Linked DNA regions of Pan troglodytes: region 1 is linked to region 2. A link is a contact called in public Hi-C data. All regions are on one chromosome and are shown on one strand. The core of a region is the stretch at or near the end of the contact, and the rest is flanking DNA. Distances in the headings are between cores, read along the strand shown. Region 1 has its middle 130 kb from the start of ID2. Region 2 overlaps LOC107972285 (a long non-coding RNA gene).

Region 1 (4,221 bases), core at 394-2,893, 140 kb before region 2:
GAGGGGCCTCACTCATCCTGGAGTTATGTTCTGACTTCTCAAAACATGAAACCATTTATATTGGCTCTGGCACATTCAAAAAAAAAAAATTCCCTTATGTCGCATGCACGCGCGCGTGCACAGAGATCAGCTTTCGGTTCACAATGAGTGTGCCCCTGGGTCTTTTCTGTGTCTCACTCATTGAGGCCTGGGGGACCAGGCCCAGGGGGACCGACAGGGTGCCTCCGTCTGTGCTCCTTGTCCCTGTTGGCCAGAGCTGGTGAATCACCCGGCCCCAGCAGCCTGCGTCCTTTCCCAATTACCGTAGCTGTCAGAGCTGACTAAAAAACCAGTAGCAGCTGGCAGGAAATGGGTAAGAAAACTGACCACAGAGAAACTGTAGGACTCTACAGAGCAGCGGCAGATAGACTCGGGGACAGGAAGTGGAGCTGTTAAGACTCGGCCCTTGCCTGCTCCCGGGCACCTCAGGGCCATCGTGCACCTGAGATGCTGCGGTGCTCACGTCACGCAGTGACCCCGCAGCAGGCACCAGCCACGGCCCCCGAAGGGAAAGAAGCAGTCAGGAGTGGCGGAGAAGCACCCCCAAAAGCCCAGGCCTTTGAGACTCCTGCAAAGGCAGTGGTTCTGCTAGTCCAGGGGTGATGGAATCGCAGCCGGCAGAGCCTGCGCTGTTGAGGACAAATGACCTGCTGGCCGTGCATTGCCTCACCTGGCTCCCTGAAGCCAAAATGACCAGCTCTCAGGCAGGGAGAGGCCACCACACATTGAGAACAGTGCTGGTGTTGAGGTGGGGAGGCGCTTCTCTGCGGAGTTACAGGTCCAGCGTTTTCAATACTCCCACCACGTTTCAGCCAATGCCAAGGGCGGGCCCTTCAGAATCCCTAGTGATGAGAAAGTATCAGCCAGGTGGCATGCTGGATCCTTCCATGCATCATCCCACTTCTGTTCACATACCCTAGGAGGCAGCTAAGACTATCCCCATTTTACGGATGTGCAAAGGGAGGCTCAGGATTAAATAGGCCTGGCCCTGGGTTCCACCACCTATCCACCTGTGAGGGGCAGAGCCCAGATTCAAAGTCTAACTGGGGTCTCTGCCCCGACGACCTCTGCTCACAGCGTGCCGCTAGGTGCTGAGATGGGAAGAGGAGAGAAGGGGTCAGAGGAGAGAGGGGGAGTGAGCACAGTGGAGGAGGCTTGCCTGGGCCCTGATGCTTCACCCAGAAAGAAAATGGGGTGGTCAGTGTTTAATCACATCTTCCCAGTGGCCCAAGCTGCATGTCCACCCAGGACACCATCCCAAGCAGCCCAGCAAGGGGGACCCACCCTCTCTGCACCAAGGCAGACCCAAGGTGCTTCCAGGGGCAGCCAGAACAGGGTGGCTTCTGTGTGGCCTGCTGTGGGACAAGCTGCTGTGACAAGAAGCAGCATCTGCTATTGAACTTGTGACCCGGGCCTTGGTCCCCCACAGGGAGCAGGGCACAGCTGGGACAGAGGGTGAGGGTCCCCTTCCCATCTCTCGGAGGTGGCAGAGTGCACCTGCTCCATGGAGCGTGCGCAGCCCCCTCTGCTGGCGCCCGGTCCAGCTCTCGGGTGAGCTAGACGGGAGTTCAGCTGGGCGTGACTCACCCCTGTTCCTGGAACTGTCTGAAGGCGGGGAGGATGCTGTGGGTAGGCTCTAACTGTATCATCTGGGCTGGGGCCGGTAGCAGATGGTCCTTATAAAAAAAAAAAAAAAAGTACTTCCATGTGGGCTTAAAATAGCGCAGCACTCACCATCAGCTGAATGGGGAAATGTACGAGCCAGTCTTTCACGTGGGAGTGGGCACTGCAGGCTGGAGGTTGGGACAAGGGGCCCAGACACCAGCCACAGTGGCCGAGCCCAGGAGGCGGAGAGGAGACGCCTCAGCACCCACGTCGTGCCTGGCCTAGACCAGGCAGGTGGCAGACACGGGCCCAAGCAGGCCCTGCCACGACGATGAAGATGACAATGAAGCCACAGAACCCTCCCGGTTGCCGCATGGGAGCCGGCTGGGAAACCGAGATGCCAGAACACCAGCCATCCACCACCCTGTCAGCCTCTCAGTCAGTCCAGGAAAAGCCTTTCTTCATCCTGGAAGTCGGGAAATGTGGCTCCCTAACAGGGGGCGGAAACAACTTTTGGTTCTGAGTCAATCTCTCTCTCTCCCCGGGCCCTACAGGAACACAAGAGTAAGGCCTGGAGCCTCTAGAGTCCGCCCCTCACTGATGTGTGTTCTGGGGCAGGTCACTTCCTCTTTCTGTGCCTCAGTTTCCTTATCTGTAAAATGGACGGAAAGCCCCACCTTCTCTAGGGCAAAGCCCAGCACCCGGAGGTGCTCTGTGAAGGAAGCCCACAGCCCTGCCTGGGTTGTCCCTGAGGCCCGAGAGAGCCCTTGGCCCCTTCTTCCCTTTTTAATACGTCCCTTCATCTTCCTTTAAACCATGCTGCACTTTGACATGTAGGGGTGATCGCTCTGAAAGTCGGGGTCTGGAGCGTCGCCTCTTGCTGCTGCTGTGTTGATGTGGAGGGAAGGGGGTGACAGGAGGGAAGCCGGGGCAGGGGCAGCAGGTGGGGAGTCTCACTCCATCCAGCCCAGCAGCCAGGGCTCCCAGGCATGGCAGGCCACCTTCCCGCCCTCCTGCCGCCCGCCCTGCCGGGGATCAGCAAATCGGAGCCCAGGTCGCCGTGGCCTTTGAGGGGTGGAGACTCTCCCAACTGCAGGGCAGGGTGAGGGAGCTCTAAGGGAGCCACGGGTCCTCAGTGGCTCGCCCAAGGCAGAAGGTTTGTCAGAGGTGGAGGGTTTGCACTGAGCCCACCTTGGTGTTGTGTGTGGACAAGCGTGCGGTGTGGTGGTAAATGTCGAACAACCAGCTCCACGGGGGCCTGGGGAGGGGATTAAAAATAGCTCTGATCTGTAGCGGCTGCCAATTTCGGCGGTATAATCACTCCCGCTGAAGCCGGTTTCATCCCCGCATGTGGAGTTGGGAAGAGACCACAAATGGGCTGCCATGAGCTCCAACACCCAGCACAGGGCTGGTGGATACGCGGTAACATGACCACCCTTCCCATACAGGCTGGCGTCCATCAGGGGCACAGACACGTATAATGACCCAGGCTCAACTGAAAGGCAGCAGAGCAAAAGAGTCAAAGAGTTAAGACCCGGACCCTTGAGTTAGGCTCAGGTTAACTGTGTCTGATTCATCCCGGCTCTAGTTACCAGCTGTGTGGCTTTGGGCAAGTTGCATAACCACTTTGGGCCTCGTATGTAAAGCGAAGATGATAATAGCGTCTGTCCTTTCACACGGATGTCTATTGTGCAGTAATGACCTGCAGTCACAAGCTGTTCTTTTTAAGGGATGGAATGGAGGGACAACACATCTGTCAGGAGAATGCTGAAACCTCTCCCTCCCGAAATTAAATGACGAAAAGTCTTCCCTCCACCCCGCAGCCTCCCCAGCTACTCCTTCACCTCTCTTCCCTCACAGGCGTCTTCTAAGGGTTTCCAGGCCTCCCCCACTTCCTCTCCTCCACCCACTCACCCCACGCTGCCAAGCAGCCTCTGCCCCACTTCTCCAAGGCGACTCTTGCCAATGTCACCAACAACCCCATTTTCTAAATCCAAGAGACATTTCTGTCATCCTCGTACTCTACGTCCCACCAGCCTTAAGCCCTGCTGCCCAAGCAACTTTCGAAACAACCGTGTCCCCAGTGTCCATTCCTTCTGCCTTCCCTCTGTCCATTCTCTGTCTCTTTGACTGGGCCAGAGTCCTCTGCCTGGCTGTTAAAACTAAGGTGCCTCAAGTCATAGGGGAAGCTGTGTCTTCTCCTGCTGAACCCCCTCTCTAGGCTGGCCCCCGACTCCAGCGGCCTCTACTGCTATCTGCACCAGCCTCTCCCAGTGGTACCTCCAGCCCTGACCTCATCTCTGACCCCTGGACAGCACGGCCAGAGGTCTATTCCACACCGCCCCCTCACATACATGATGGCTCAGAGGTCCCCAGGCTCACCGTGCCCGGAACTGTGCTCACCACCCATTCCCAGGCCCGTGGTGATAACACCGCTGTCCGCCACTCATCTTCCCACCTTTCTCTCTGTTGCCCCCAGGTCTGCCCCACCCCAAGTCCCACCTCCCCCTCAAGGCCTGCACAGCCTTCCCTTTTTGTCTTCTGTCTTCATCCTGGTGCCCTCCTCCCACACCCATC
Region 2 (3,964 bases), core at 1,147-3,646:
TGTGTGTGTTGCATCTGGACGCCAGGGTTTGCCCAATCTTTGAGTGTTTGGTTAAATGTTCAAACTGTGGCTTCCTCCCGGCGCCAGTCGCCCGCCTCTGCCCTTAGGTTACATTCTCTTAAACATGCCTTTCTCCCCCACTCTTCTGCAGGTGTTCATGATTTCTTTTATTCTTTGCACAACAACAACAACAACAAATTCACGGAATCTTTTAAGTGCTGAACTTATTTTTCAACCATTTCACAAGGAGGACAAGTTGAATGGACCTTTTTAAAAAGAAAAAAAAAATGGAAGGAAAACTAAGAATGATCATCTTCCCAGGGTGTTCTCTTACTTGGACTGTGATATTCGTTATTTATGAAAAAGACTTTTAAATGCCCTTTCTGCAGTTGGAAGGTTTTCTTTATATACTATTCCCACCATGGGGAGCGAAAACGTTAAAATCACAAGGAATTGCCCAATCTAAGCAGACTTTGCCTTTTTTCAAAGGTGGAGCGTGAATACCAGAAGGATCCAGTATTCAGTCACTTAAATGAAGTCTTTTGGTCAGAAATTACCTTTTTGACACAAGCCTACTGAATGCTGTGTATATATTTATATATAAATATATCTATTTGAGTGAAACCTTGTGAACTCTTTAATTAGAGTTTTCTTGTATAGTGGCAGAGATGTCTATTTCTGCATTCAAAAGTGTAATGATGTACTTATTCATGCTAAACTTTTTATAAAAGTTTAGTTGTAAATTAACCCTTTTATACAAAATAAATCAAGTGTGTTTATTGAATGGTGATTGCCTGCTTTATTTCAGAGGACCAGTGCTTTGATTTTTATTATGCTATGTTATAACTGAACCCAAATAAATACAAGTTCAAATTTATGTAGACTGTATAAGATTATAATAAAACATGTCTGAAGTCAATACCTGAATTCCGAGTGGTTTTTAAGATCTCTGGCATTCACTAGCTCTTTTCTCTCTGTCTCCCCCTCTCGGCCCCCCCCCCCCCCCCCACACACACATATTGTTTTCTTTATCCCCTTCTCCATCCCCCCACCAGCAGCACCCCTGAAGCCTTTACTTGTGTACAGAGAATCTTATCAGATGTGTGGTAAGGCAGAGGGCTGAGTTGACAGGGACTGGGGAGGCTTTGAGCACAGAAGTGCCTCTGAGTCCTTAAGAGAAAGCTTGGTTCTGTGCCTCAGGGCTGAGTTTAAAGCCAAGAATGAGTTGAGTCTGGGAGTGTGGAAGCACTACCTGTCTGAGTGGGCGTTAAGACGCTTCTCTGGAGTAAATGAAAGTTAATCAGGAGAAGAAAAGAGGCTGTACAGAATTCAGAACATGATTTCAGGTTTAAGGGAAGGCAGAAACACCCGAGGGTTACTGTTTGCCCAGGGAACTAAGCTGTCACCTGGCCCCGGGCTCCTGATGCCTCCTTGGCTTCGCCTGCGTCCACACCTGTAGCCCCCCCCCCACACCACCCACCTCCAGGCCTCCGGAGACGGGGCTGGGCCGGGCGCATTTTCCCGGACTTTTCAATCGCCCTCAGCCTTGACGGCCGCCCTGGACTGGAAGGAAGAGGCAGCGGGCAGAAGCCTTTCCAAGCCAAAGACCGCGGGTGGCCACGTGCTCAAGACTGGTCTGCGTTTTCGGTCCCGGGGCGCGAGGTGGGCTGGGAGGCTCTAGAAGGCGGGTCCCAGGTGGACGCGAACCGGGGGAGGAAGGGATCCGGGCGGGGCAGCAGCTCACCTGGGGCGGAACAGGTGTTCGGGCGGCGCCACCGAGGAGTCCGCGCGTCTCCCCGCCCTGACCCCCGATCGCTCCCCGCGGGCGCTGGCGCTGGAGGAGGGCGGGGGCCGTGGAGCCGCGGCCGCCCGGATCGCCCTGCGGACCCGCGCCGGGGACTGGGCTCTGCCGGGGCCAGCGCGGGGCGGTCGTGTGGTTGATCATCATACCCGGAGGAAGCCCTGAGGGCCGTAGGGGCGTCTTCCCCGTCGCAGGCTACCCGCGGACCTGGCCCCCAGGTCCCCGCCACCTGTCGCCAGCCGCGGCCCCGGCCGACCTCTGCGCGGCGGGGAGGGAAGCGCGCTCTGGTCCCAACCCGACCCCCGTCTCGCCTCCGGGAGAGGCGCAGACGCCGGCCGCACGCTCGCCCCCCAGCCACGGGGACCCGCGCGTAGTCCGCTCGGACAGCCCTGGGGAGCGTCCCCGGACGGAAGCAGTGCGGGCGGGACTGTGGGGCGGCCCGGGCCCTTTCGAGCCCCTGCCGGGCACCGCTGGCGACGTTGGCCCCGGGACCCCTGGAGCCGCAGCCGAGGCGCAGCGGCCCCTCTCGGAGGCGACTTCCCGCGGCGCCAGCCGCGCTGCCCGACTCCGGCCGTGGAGCCCGGGCGCCACCTGCTGGCCTACACGAGGACGGCGGCTCTCGCGCGGGGCCTAGTGGGCCTGGGGCCCGGGCACTGGGAACCCGAGGAGCAATCCGTGGGGTGGAGGAGGTCCCGGGAGAAAACGCCAGGGAGTGCGGCCTTTCCAAATGAGTGCTGCTCCAGCATGTGTACAGCCGTTTCCACGTGTGGATCTCATGTAATCTTTGCTACTGCATAGCATAGACAGGATCCCCTTTTGCAAATTAGTAGTTGCTGCCAACCTCTATGCTAGGTGCTGTCCCAGAGATTTTTAAAAAGATCAGACAGGATCCTAGTCTCAAAGAGACTATGCTTGGATTGTGGGGATAAATGAATTGTGAAGTCACATGAAAGCCAGAATGCTTTCCCTTCTCTTTCCTGGACGTTTTGTTAAATTTTGTTTTAATTTTTCTGAACTGCTTAATAACTATTAAGCAAGAACGCCAGTGTTAGTTAAAGCAGTGGGAGGTGGGAGTCGGCCTCCTTTTCTTATTCCAAATCCTAATGAGAATCGATCACATTTCTTCCATTTAGTAGGATGTGACTGTAGGCTTCTGTTGTAATAGATACTGTTTCTCAATTTTTGGAAGAGCCTTTCAATTGCTAGGCTTGTTGGAAGGGTTTTTTTTTTTTTTTTTTTTTTGAGAATTTTAAATCATAATTCGTGAGTCAATTGGTAAAATACTTTTGACTGCATTTACTGATATTATTTTTGTCTGGTGGATTACACTGATATTTCTGATACTGAACTAGCCATGCATTTCTGAAATAACTCCTACGTGAACATCATATATTATTACTTTTTATATCCACCGTGGATTCTGTTAGCCAATATTTTATTTTTGAAAATGAAATGGAACTGTGATTTACTTTCTTGTGTTGTCTGTAACTGGTTTTTGAATCAAGATCATACTAACCTCAAGCAATAAATGTACAGGTCAGTTTACATTTAATTTTAGCGTTCAAAGCCATGGGTGCATCCCTGAAGGTCGGCTAACGTGTTGTCTGTCTATTTCAGAGGTGAGCATTGAGTAGCCAACGGCACACAACCAGGCAGTGGGCAGACGAACTCAGTCCAGCGCTTTTTCAGGAACATAAAAAGGACTTTCAAGCAGAGGGTGAAGATGTAGACTCTAATAGAAAATAATATTCTTGTCAATAAGGAGCTGCTTTATAGAGCTTTTAAAATCCACAGCTAATAATTTGTGCGGCTCTCTGCAGGGCAGGTGCAGAGCCATCCCAATCCCCTTCAGCTTGACACCCCATACATCCTTCCAATTTTTGATGCATTTTGCTACCGGAAAAGGGGTTTCAGACTTTGAGTGTCTTTCTGGATGCTGATCCAGAAAAGGTGTTGGATGTTTTTCTATTTCATCATAAAGATACTTTGAAGACCAGGGGCAGTGGCTCACGCCTGTAATCCCAGCACTTTGGGAGGCCAAGGTGGGTGCATCGCTTGAGCCCTGGAGTTCAAGACCAGCCTGGGCAACATGGCAAAACCCCATCTCTGCTAAAAATACAAAAGTTAGTTGGGTGTGGTAGTGCACGCCTGTAGTCCCAGCTA

What was found. Hi-C and Micro-C count contacts between places; a contact is called where the count stands out from the background.
Region 1: a contact with region 2 is called in a Hi-C map of a lymphoblastoid cell line, with 6 times the contacts expected there. The contact joins two enhancer-like sites. A contact is called at or near these places in 3 of 7 Hi-C or Micro-C datasets (induced pluripotent stem cells and a lymphoblastoid cell line).

What each region holds. Positions count from the first base shown.
Region 1 is chr12:114,329,848-114,334,068 of NHGRI_mPanTro3-v2.0_pri, reverse strand. No RefSeq gene overlaps it. Among named protein-coding and RNA genes, the nearest start is that of ID2, 130 kb to the right of the region's middle. Within about 2 kb of position 1,643, at least 9 of the 24 cell types and tissues checked have an H3K27ac peak or open chromatin away from gene starts, as enhancers often do. A contact at or near this core is called in a lymphoblastoid cell line, where this site is marked.
Region 2 is chr12:114,189,658-114,193,621 of NHGRI_mPanTro3-v2.0_pri, reverse strand. LOC107972285 (a long non-coding RNA gene) reads right to left here. Exons shown (of 6, transcript XR_008546173.2): 6 at 3,334-3,533. ID2 (inhibitor of DNA binding 2) reads left to right here. Exons shown (of 5, transcript XM_003308873.7): 5 at 152-919. Among named protein-coding and RNA genes, the nearest start is that of ID2, 6.7 kb to the left of the region's middle. Within about 2 kb of position 2,396, at least 10 of the 24 cell types and tissues checked have an H3K27ac peak or open chromatin away from gene starts, as enhancers often do. A contact at or near this core is called in a lymphoblastoid cell line, where this site is marked.